2 separate regions of the Bombyx mori genome follow, and region 1 is linked to region 2. Evidence: chromatin contacts called from public Hi-C data. All regions are on one chromosome and are shown on one strand. Each heading gives the region's core, a stretch centred on a gene start, on an enhancer-like site or on the middle of the called end of the contact. The rest is flanking DNA. Distances are from core to core; before and after follow the strand shown. Region 1 overlaps LOC101737083 (zinc finger protein ZFP2). Region 2 holds the start of LOC733031 (vacuolar ATP synthase subunit H).

Region 1 (6,059 bases), core at 3,132-5,631, 41 kb after region 2:
AGGTAAAGCTTGCAATATAACTTACATATAGAGGCGATGGATTGCGGGGACATTGCGGACATCTTGCTTTGGGTGTCTTGCATGGACACTTGAGTTCCCTGTGACGTCATGTATCGGTTCACCATCGGAACAAAGCTGCAAATTAAATTAGATTACAAACAGTCCTAAGTTCGAGAAGTTGTATCGATGTGTCGGGGCGCTTTGAGTACTGAGTGCTGACCTCAAGTCACAAACGCCGGGCGAGTCGTAGTTGCTGTTGTTCGAGTTGTTTGTGTTCGTGGCGACGCTGTTAATGCCAATGCTGTTCGCCGACATGTTGCTGTGGTTGTCGCGGTGTACGCGATTGTGATGGCTGCAAAACGTACAAAATAATACTAGTATATTTTTTTAAGGGATTTTATGACCTTGTAACTAAGACCTTTACAGTCATGTCTTATTTTAATTTTATTCTTATTTTTATGAAAAATGATAATATGGAGTGAAATGAAATGAAGATAATTAATTTGAGACATTAATCAACTGGGATGAAACTAAATGAAAAGAGATGATATTGAATGTAAAATAATATCAGTAAAATGGTGGTCATTTCCTGAGATTTTTTCAGTGGACTTTTTGAAGGATCACGAGAAGTTACGTCCAGCGCCTTTGTTTCATTTTCCCACATTTGTGCACTTTCACAGATATTAAACAGTTAATAAACCACCGTTATTAGACATTTAAACCTGAAGAAACACTAAATAGACAAAATAAAACAAATCACACAACTTCACTTCTCGCGTTCCCGCCAAAAAGTCCTAATACTACTATATTTTTTTGAAATGTTACAATTACAATTTTAATAAAAATTACCATGGTAGTTAATAAGATTCAAATATACAAATCTTTATGGTGATTCTTTTAAAAACAATTTCCTACATAATATTATAGACATGCCACGTCATTTTACGGGTTTTATTTAAACTTGTAATAAAAATATCAATAGTAACGAAACGCATTTTCTCGGAATAAAGAGTTGCTTGGGTCATTATCTAGTCCCTAAGCTAGCTACTCGAGCTGTAGATCTATGGTTATGTAAAATTACGAACCAGGAATTAACACTGTCGTATTTATTTATAGACATGAATGTTTTTAGTTTAGTTAAGTTTAAAGGGTCATATTTAAAATATGACAACTTTTGAATTATCTTACTTATGGCTTTCATGTAAAGATTATTTTAATGAAAATATCCTGTATTATGAGAAAACAATTCAAAAAAAATCGCTTGACAGAGTTAGTTTTCATGAATAAAATAAAAAACTTCACTGCCCAATAAAACAAATCACACAACCTCATTCCTCGCGTTCCCGCCATAAAGTCCCTTATTGTTATTATTATAAGTAACTAGCTGTACCTAGCTGTAGCTAGCTGGCATTTAAAATTAATAATATTATTTCTCACCCCCACAAAGATTCTGATCATTAACGTCCCCGCAACTGGTGTAGCCTATCCATTAAGTACATGTATTTTCTGCATGGATACCGAGTTTCAAGTCAATCGGATGCATGGTTCAGTAGTTATAACGGAACATCCGTAAAACTACTGTAGATTTATATATTAGTTTAGAAGATTAATAAACAACTTCTACCGTATTAGATAGCTGTCTCTGACGAAGCTCCGTCCGCAGACGCTGCACTCGTAGCACGAGCCGGCTGCGTGCGTGCGGATGTGGAGTGCGAACTGGGACTTGGACGTGAACGTCATCGAGCATCGGTCGCAGTTCAGAGGCTTGTCCGCCACGTGGGACCACCTGCAATGATGCCCATTGTCAACAACCAGGCGGATGGTAGGTATCACCACCCCGCCTGTTTCTGCCGTAAAGTAGTAATGCGTTTCGGTTTGAAGGGTGAGGTAGCCGTTGTAACTATACTGAGACCTTAGAACTTATATCTCAAGATGGGTGGCGCATTTACGTTGTAGATGTCTATGGGCTCCAGTAACCACTTAACACCAGGTGGGCTGGGAGCTCGTGCACCCATCTAAGCAATAAAAAAAATCCAAAAATATTCGAAATTGAGTTAATATGCTAAACATTTGGTATCACCAGTATTTTTCTCATAAATACTGTCAAAAGAGCGTAGTTTAGTTTTAGTTTTTTTTTTAGTTGACCTATGTTTTGACTACTATCAACAAAATTAATACATAATTTGATCTTATTTTAAAAGACAGATAATGTAACTGGTAAAAAATAAAAAATAAATGTTACAAAGATGATTAATCCTGTAAAATTTGTAAGTTTTGAGATTATATAGTTTTAATGCGAGAAGACGTTGTGTCGCGTGCTCGCGTCAGACTGGCTTGATGCCTAGCGGTAACTGAAGCCTATAGACATCACAACACGAATGTCTCCATCCAGCCTGAGACACGAGGACGAAATCTCAATTGTATTGTTTAATGCCTAACTCTTCAAATCGAATGGCAAGATGTTTCGTGGCTGTATAGGCAGGATGTTGTAGGCACCTATCGGGCCCTTCGTACGTCCTCCCACCGGTAAATTTTAGTTGTCGTATACTCGTATGGTACAGAGAACGCTATTGCCCATTGGTATTGCCTATACGACATCCACTGGAAGAGATGGGGTGATGTTATTTTAGGCTGATTGATACCACAGTCAAATTTAGTATTTTACATTGCGAACGTCAGATTGCTTCAAGGGGAGACACCCGAGAAGACAGGGCCGGACTAAGGGTCAACCTCGACTCACTCGAGCTCACTCAACAACGTTTGGAAATGGCGTCTGATACGCATTCGCAATTCCCCAACACCCCCCCCCAACCCCCCTTAAGAGCAAACGAAATCTCTCGAACGTACCTATGAGCCGTTACATAACTCTTCACGGCGAACCGTTTCTGGCAAATATCACACGCGTAAGGACGTTCACCTGAAAAATATATTTCAAGTTAACTTTTGTGTGATATCTACAGAATAGCGTTTAAAGCAACAGCTACATAAAGCAACGGGCAACGTAATCACAAGATACGCACACGAAAAAGCGGAAGTTAATGCAAAATTAATAATGTTAGAAAGACGGCAAGATGCTATTAGAAAAATATACAGCGTACACTTTGAATAGTTTAATGCAATCTAAAATTAATGAATCTAAAGCCAAGGTACTATAATAATGATGGACAACTATCGATACACAGTGATGGCAGAAATGACGTAACGAGAGATGACTATAAAACATCTAAGTTGTCGGTGCAACATCATTCACAAGAGAACTCTATTCACACGGGTACCTGTTTAACGCAATTTGCCGTCTTCTTAACAGTACCCGAACGTGCTGACACAACGCTAGGAAGGAACAAGTGAATGCTTGCAAAGTCGAAACGCGTTTCGTGTAACCGTTCACCAACAAAGCAACGAAGTAAATGTGTCTTTCGAAAGCAATTATCATGATCGTACTTTGCATTACCGGGAAGCTCCTATAATTAGCGGACACACAAGATTAATGACGTCATCAGTTCTGCTAATCCATACCGGTATGAATGCGCTTGTGTATGTTGAGCGTCGATTTCTGTGTGAAGCGTTTGTAACAGACGTCGCATTCAAACGGACGTTCGCCCGTGTGCGTGCGCGTGTGTATCTCCAGGTACGGCTTGCACGTGAACGCCGCCGGGCACTCCATGCATTGATACGGACGACCTTGCACTGGTGGCCGGCGTACGCGACAAATTAAACAAAAAAGAAATAGAAGAAAAGAAAAAAAAAAGGAAAACAAATTATCATTAAACAAAAGTCAAGTGTATTCACGAAGCTTGTCGTGATGTGGCACCGACTACTTTAATTAACTATATCAAAAATGAACAGTGCTTTATTTAATTAGAATTAATAAACGTTAGGCATGCGCACGTTATACGTTACATACCTGTGTGCGTTCGTTTGTGTATGTTGAGTGTTGACTTTTGCGCGAACCGCTTGAGGCAGACGTCGCATTGGTAAGGCCGTTCGCCGGTGTGCGTGCGATTGTGTATCTCGAGGTACTGCTTGCAGGTGAAGGCGGCAGGGCACTGCAAGCACTGGAAAGGCCGGCCCTGCACTGTGGACGAATAGACTCGTTAGCCGACGGGAGATGCGGACCGCCCTCCTCCCCCGCGACTCGCACCCTATACGACACGCAAAGTATACACTAGTAGCCCACATATCGCGCGTTCATACCTCCCTCGACCTCGGAGCACGACACGTACCTGAGTGCGTCCGCTTGTGTATGTTGAGACTCGACTTCTGCGTGAAGCGTTTCAGGCAGATGTCGCACTGATAGGGCCGCTCGCCAGTATGGGTGCGCGTGTGAATCTCCAGGTATTGCTTGCAGGTGAAGGCGGCGGGACACGACAGGCACTGGAACGGTCTTCCCTGGACTGGTGCCCAACATATACATTATAGCGGCTGCAGCCAGCAAGGGCGCTAGACACCCTCGCCCTACGGAGGTAGCGGCGCGGACCGGTCGCCGCTCGCCGGGGGCTCAGCTCCAAATCTTTCGTCTCTATTACACCGCGGCTCTCGGTCAATAATTGAATTCTAATACTGGTCAAGGAACTGACCGAGGAGAGATTCGGAGAAGAGTCTGAGTGCGAGTGGAGGGGGCGGGCGGACGGCCAGTCCGTCCCGCGGCTGTCACCCACCTGTGTGCGTCCTCTTATGTATATTGAGGCTGGACTTCTGCGTGAAGCGCTTGAGACACGCGTCGCATTGATACGGCCGCTCGCCTGTATGCGTGCGCATGTGAATGTCCAGGTAGGGCCGGCGTGCGAACGCCGCTGGGCAGAGCCCGCACGCGAATGGACGCCCTTGCACTGCGCCCAGTGCACACACAAAAGCGAGTAACGCACGTCGCCGACGCCACGTGGCATGGAGCCATTGGCCGCCCGCCCCCGCCAATCTCGACCTTATCACGTCGCACCCGACGACCGATTCACCCCCAATTTTGTAAACCCAATTTTGATAGCGTCCATGTACGACACCGAGGCGCCAAATGTGCGTCATTATTGCGATTGCATTACCGCTTTTGTGAAAGAATTAATATTCATGAAGAAATGACAGAATGGTATAATAAAATCATCGAAATTAAACACGTGTCACGGGTGAGTTGTCAGGTAATCGTCATGTATGTATGAGAAGCTAAATCATAAGATAATCATCAGCGAATGCAGAAGTGCGTTAAGCGCGCTGTAATGAATTAGTGGAATTGTTAGTTCGAAGCAACGACATGTGGAATGCTGTCGGTTATGGGATAGATTGACATAACGGGTTAGGCGGACAACGGAAACTAGGATTAGAAGCATGGCGCGAAATGTGATATGATTGTGACTGCACGATGGGTCTTAAATCTCTAGTCGCACCGGAAGAAGTTGCGAAGTACAAATATGTGGGCTACTAACCCGTATGTATTTTTTCGTGCAAATTGAGCGCGCACTTCTGCGTGAAGGACTTGAGGCAGACGGTGCACTGGAACGGCCGCTCCCCTGCGCCGCCAACGCACGGACACGAGGGGACAGAGAAACAAAACAAAACCACGATGGACAAATAATTCTACATGTCGCCACAACCGCATACCAATTGAGTTTACATTATTCACTACCATGAGGGAATTTGATACGTTTATTTGTCCATCAAACATTTTTTTTCCTACTCAACGAAAACCTCACAACGTACGCAGCATGCTTTAATTCGAAAAGTTTTGTGAATAGTTTCTGAGCGTGCCGTCCTACTCGATCTGAGGTTTCGTCTGACAAACAGCTACAAATCAACGTAAAACTAACGCGAACATTCATTCCTTCGTTTAAAAAATATTAATTAAAATGGGAGCCCTTAAAACTATTCACAAATCAGATATCTAAGCCACAACTGCAAAGAAGTAGGGGTTTTAATTTATTTTAAATATAACTTTCAACTGTGACTTGGATATCGAACAAAACAAAAGGAAATATCAAGGGACCCACCGGTATGGATACGTTTATGAGTGCCAAGGCTGGACTTCTGAGTAAACCGCTTGTCACAGATGTCGCATTGATAGGGGCGCACTT
Region 2 (6,025 bases), core at 1,362-3,861:
AATTCTTACAAAAGTCTCCTCCAAACTTGATCCCTGGTTTCACAACATATCCTTTTGATCTAAAATAATGATAAACTACATATCTGTCCACAAAATGTCTATCATTAGAACAAAGTAATGTCCAACACTGTTCTAAATCTAAAATATTATTATTGTATACTACTTGTAAACTTCCAAGTCCATAAGCTAAGAAGAATGCTTCTTCTGGAGTTAATATTAATTTTTCTTGCATTTTAATTTTATTTACACAGCATTGTGGCTTTAGTGCCGCAAAATAATTTTCTTCTTCAGAATCACTATTAGGTATTACTACTGTAATTTCATCTTTTTCGCTACTAGAAAAAGATTGATTGACAGCATTCTCTGTGTCTACATCATCATGACTAAACTCTTCATCGCTGGATACTAGATCTATTATATCTTTTTTCTTTAACTTTTCACCATCACTGACAATTTTGGTCGTCAACTCATCTAATTCTTTCAAAAGAGTACTTGAAACCAGTGTACACCCACTATCACCAAATTTTTTGTACCAATTGTTCCTTTGTAAATATTGCCTTTTCCTTATTATTTCTGGATAACGATCACTGTTTACAAGTGCGGGTCGTGACCTCGAGGCAGATCCCTTCCCAAAACAGCCCATGTGATACAAAAGAGTAATTTCTTCAGGTGACCTCACTTCAACATTGTAACCATTGTAGTACCCAGTAAATATAATTTGTATCGAGTTATCTAATGAAAACCGCAACGATTCAATAGACATCGGAAATAAGTCATTTAAGTCATTAGTTTGACAATTTTCTGATTGTAAAGCAGTCATGACAAAAGAACTGGCCAGTTCCCAAATTTTATTTACAGCCGAATGTCACGATTCCACGCGTCAATAACGCAAAATATGTTTCTACAACAATTTTTTTAACATTATAATATGTAACTAAAGTAATTGATAGGGAAGCCAAAGTAGTATTTTGTATTTATATTTTTTTTTTATTTCGTTATGGGTTCTCATGTTAAACGGCGAGAAAACCAAGAGGAAAAGTACAACCGTGAGTAAAAATCAATCTTGCACATGTATTACATTTATATAATTTGACTTTATTTATGTAAATATATTAAGTGTATAATCTATGATGAATTCAATTAAAATTTATTTATAATCGGTTGTTGTAGTACACACACACCTTTGATATTGATATTGATTTAAGTAGCCTCAAATATATTAAGTGTATAATCTATGTAAGTAGCCTTAGGTATTAATATAATCATAGATTATACACTTAATATATTCGAGATGTATGAATATATGAATATAATTATTAAATAAACCTAATAGATATATTTAAAATTCTTGTTTTTATTTATTTTATATGACATGGAATCTAGTCTTTTAGCCAAATCTTTATATATTTTTTACTAACTTTTAACCAAAGCTTTTCTTGCTCTAATGTAAGTTAAGTCATTCAATTCAAACATAAAACAAACGTTAAATATGGTCACTAAGAATGATTGGGATTCAAAACATTTTGATTTGAAGGGACCCTGAACCATACGATTTTGTTTTGGAGAAGTAAAGGAAACATAGTCTATACAGTCAAAGCACCGTTACATATATGTTTAAATGAACTATTTCTCTATACCCGTTTAATTAAGTTAATTTAGCAACTCATTGCGTATATCGTTGAAGGAACTCATGGCCCACCTAAGACAAAGGGTTACTGAATGCAAATTACAACGTGAATGCCACCACCCGTTTTAATAATTCAATTTTTTTTTACTCCTACCTAAGCTGATAGCCTTGAGAGGCTATTTCAGCTTCTCCTTAACTAGTAGGTGAGCTCACGGGGCTCAAACCTGACGAAGTTGCTAACACGAACCCTAGCAAGAGCCGTGCTTCACAGAATCTACCACCGGATCGAAAACGCGACCCACTGAGCCACTGACCGACCCAAGATCCGGCGAGAAACTCAGTGGGCTGTGTCTGAGGGTTAATAATTCAATAAGAAGTCAAACTAACTAGCAATCCAGCAATCCAAGTGAAACATATAATACAGTAACTTTTGCCCGCGACTTCGTCCGCGTGGAATAGTTACTTTGGCATAACGCAAAATTTTACCCGCCTCTTCATTTACGCAGAATATCATCTTTGTAAAAACACCTTCACAAATAATGCTTTATTTTAGAATAAATTTGGTTAGCATAAAAAACGCTATAGAGAGCCAACCTTAACAAATATAGACTTATGCTGTCGCGGACTTTTTTTTAGATATTTTAAAGGGGAACAATTCTCATACATTATTTTAGCGAAACTTTAACCGTTTCCGCAGCGCTCGCAGTAAAAGCTCTCAAAAGGGAAAAAAAAAATCCCGATTTTGAAACATTCTTTATTGGTGCTCCGCTTGCATTAGTCAGTAGAATTCATCGTCCCACGGACTAACCAAAAAAAAAATTGACATTTCTTGGCAAAAGTTGCAGTTTTGTAAAAATGCAGAGACGACAACCGTATTTCTTATACTACTGTCTCTTTCTTTCCAGCCACAAAGGTGTTTGTAAGGGAAGGTAAGAATGATTACTTGTAAAGATTAACTACTAACTTCATTTCCTACAGTCACAAGACCTCTCACCTGAGCAGTGTCGGATTGTCTGTTTTTCTAAAAAAACACAGATATTGAAGCTTTTCTCAGTTTTAGAACATTTAATCGATAATATATTTGGCCAAAATGGCTAATGTTAGCGAGGAAAATGTTAGTCAGTTAATTCCAACGCTAGGTGACGAAAAAATCGGTAAGTTTAGTCTGGAAAACTATACAATACAAAAATTCTCATCTCGGTAAAACTTGGCAAATGGTAAATATTTCAGACATGATTGCGGCCACCAGCGTCCTACAGATCCGGGCAAGTGAGATACGCCAAACTCGGATTAACTGGCAGTCATATCTGCAGTGAGTATTGATTCTTGTGGTCTCTGTCAAATGACATTGTGAACTGGTATAAAATGTAATATCTGTTAGGTCGCAGATGATCACTCAGCGCGATCACGATTTTATCGTGAACTTAGACCAGCGCGGCCAAAAAGATCTGCCTGACAAGAATCCTGATGCCTGTGCCGAAGTCTTTCTCAACCTCCTGACGCATATCAGCAAGGACCACACCATTCAATACATTCTTGTGCTCATTGATGACATTCTTTCTGTAAGTAAGATAATTCAAAGCCATATCATAAAACACCTTTATAGAACCCAAATAGGTTCCATAAACATGACATTAAAACATAATGTTTTAGAGTAAAGTAATACAGTATCACTTTTTAAATTGATTGGTATTATTTTCGTTAAAAGCTGTTTGTGATGATGGTGTTTTGGATAGTGGTACTAGTTCATAAATGTATTTTTCCTCTGATTATTTACATTTCTTGGACAGGAACAAATAGAAGAAAATATATTATTAGATTACCTGTTTAAATTAATTATCAAAAATATAATTGGTATTATTAGTTATTAAATGATTAGATTATTCCATTATAAAAAATAAAAATGAGACTGGCCTCATGTATTATGGTGGGTGGTGATATTCATATTGTAACATCTATTGGTTTCCATTACCACTTTTCCCAAGTTTATACATTGGGCATGTCCAACTCTGTAGACTAATTATAAAGTCAGATACTAAACATTGCCTAACATATCAACTTCAATAATTGCCATGCTCCTGGATCTTTATAAGAATACTTATGGAATCCTGAGCTAACCTGTCTTCCCCAGCTTCGACTAACAATTTCTATTTCCTAATTACTATTTAAATAAAGATTTAACTCAAAAACATCTACAGGAAGATAAATCGAGGGTGAAGATATTTCGTGAGACGAAATTCTCTGGCAACGTTTGGCAGCCCTTCCTGAATTTGCTGAACCGTCAGGATGAATTTGTCCAGCACATGACTGCTCGCATCATTGCCAAGCTAGCTTGCTGGCATCCGCAGCTGATGGACAAAAGTGATTTGCACTTCTATCTCTCCTGGCTTAAAGATCAACTCAAGACCAATGTAAGCAAACTCTTTCATTCAAGGTTAATAATGTAAAAAAAGTATATATTAAAATTAAACAGGAACTAGACAATTAAAAATTTATTTCATAATTGCATGAGAGTCTTGTGCATGCCATTTTCTTTTTGTTTTGACTGTTATTTGAGATGCTTATACTGTATATTATACTACTTAACTTTACATTCAATTATCATCTACACTTGTGATAATACAGAGTAAAATTCATTATAATAAAATACAGATTCACTTAAACCTTTCCTGAACTAACTTGACTGTCCCCAACATTTATATTAAAACATAAACTATAAATAAAGACAATAAATAACACAAACTCACCAATCTATTCATTTGAATCTTGAGAACTGTTTTTCAGTCGTACAATCAGAATTAAATTCAATTTTATTTTCAATATGCATAAATTACCTATGGAAAAGTTATGCAAGCTTAGAACAGTACCAAATTGACTAAAATCATTTATGTGTCTAAACAGAACCTTTCACCATATTCTCAATTTTTTTCATAGTTTATAAATATATCCAGTAAGCCTACCGCAGACATACAATCAATTGTTAAATTGATTAAACTATTAAGTTGAATTGTGTGCTTTTCACGGTTTCATAGTGATACAAGATGATGATTGCAGTTACTAAAACATTGGATCCAGTTGTCTTTAGGTTTATGTATTGGCTGGTTGTTTTCCAGCACTCAATGTTTAATTAGGTATGGCCTGTAGTTGTTGATTTTGAAGTTTATGAGTACTCAATTGAATAAATGATATTGAAAGTTGAAAAACTACTTGAAATAATACAAAGGATTATCATAGGTCATCGGAGCATTAGAAATATTAGTTTTAAAATTTCATCAAATTTAGCATACTCTAAAGGTATTTCCTTAAAATTTCAACAGCTAATAAATAAACGGTGCATTAACTTTTAGTTTAAAAGAAGTATTCTAATAAATATACATACATTGGTTTGTAGACTGATACCTAGTGATTAGACTGATCAATTGATATTGTTTCATTCTCATTGCGGAACTGTCACCTTAATGTTAAACTAAAATATATTCTACTAAAAATATATGTATGCACAAAACATTTGCGTTGAGTAGATGACATTAAAATTTACTCACTGATGGTGAGAGAATCTGAAAGGTACCATTTTGTAATATATTGGTGTGAGCATCGCCAGCAAGCAATCATCGTTGGGGCTTTGAGGAAGTAGGCAACATGTCATTGAAAGGGTTTGTTTTCTGGGAAGGCCGAGGAAATGACAGCTGAGTTAGAGCATGCTGAGCAGGTTATGTTGGAGCATGAGAAAGAAAAGTTCTCCGATAAACACAAACATCACAAGGAGAAGGCTCATCATTCTGATGCAGGAAATGAAAAATATTCGAGCCTTTACAGCTCTTTTGACGAGCTAAAACCGCATGAGGACTTGCCGCCTGGCCTGCATAAGGTATTCTGTGTAACATGTAGATATCGGCGCCAATATCCTTGTGTAAATTTTGTAACAAAAAATACTAACAACTGCCTGTAAAAATTTTGTGTCCTAACATAACTGTGAATGACTATATTGTTATGTCGTAATCTTATATAATTTTGTGTATATTATAGCTTATTAATTTTGAGTCTGTACAAATGCTATTTAGTGATAAAAATAAATGTAACATAAAAATTGTATAATTCTTCTAACACATATTATAAATGTTGTACACATAAATGATTTTATAAAAGTTAAATTGGTGATATTTAAAAGAAGGCAAAATTTAAATGTGCTTTAACTTACTAATTTAAGGATTCTATAATTTTCCAAAACATTTGTATTAATGGAGTAGTTGATTGGGAATTTTAAAAATCTTAAAAATAAACTGTTTAATATTTAGTGAAACATAATATATATGATATGCTACATTACACTGGATGAAAAATACAAAATGATATCATCACATATAACTTCGGCCAAATCATTACAAAGCTATAATTTAA

The links. Hi-C and Micro-C count contacts between places; a contact is called where the count stands out from the background.
Region 1: a Hi-C map of whole pupa shows a contact between it and region 2, with 5 times the contacts expected there. The contact joins the enhancer-like site here to the promoter of LOC733031 in region 2. A contact is called at or near these places in 2 of 7 Hi-C or Micro-C datasets (posterior silk gland and whole pupa).

What each region holds. Positions count from the first base shown.
Region 1 is chr3:7,996,125-8,002,183 of ASM3026992v2, forward strand. LOC101737083 (zinc finger protein ZFP2) reads right to left here. Exons shown (of 25, transcript XM_021351693.3): 14 at 5,976-6,059; 15 at 5,415-5,498; 16 at 4,659-4,829; 17 at 4,224-4,394; 18 at 3,905-4,075; 19 at 3,517-3,687; 20 at 2,848-2,917; 21 at 1,625-1,786; 22 at 221-352; 23 at 26-135. Among protein-coding and RNA genes, the nearest start is that of LOC101737226, 21 kb to the left of the region's middle. Within about 2 kb of position 4,382, at least 5 of the 8 cell types and tissues checked have open chromatin away from gene starts, as enhancers often do.
Region 2 is chr3:7,957,392-7,963,416 of ASM3026992v2, forward strand. LOC733031 (vacuolar ATP synthase subunit H) reads left to right here and starts at 2,612. Exons shown (of 10, transcript NM_001047023.1): 1 at 2,612-2,781; 2 at 2,858-2,939; 3 at 3,009-3,189; 4 at 3,826-4,038. The coding sequence starts at 2,718. LOC101738015 (tRNA-splicing endonuclease subunit Sen2) reads right to left here and starts at 820. Exons shown (of 3, transcript XM_004931722.5): 1 at 10-820. The coding sequence starts at 820.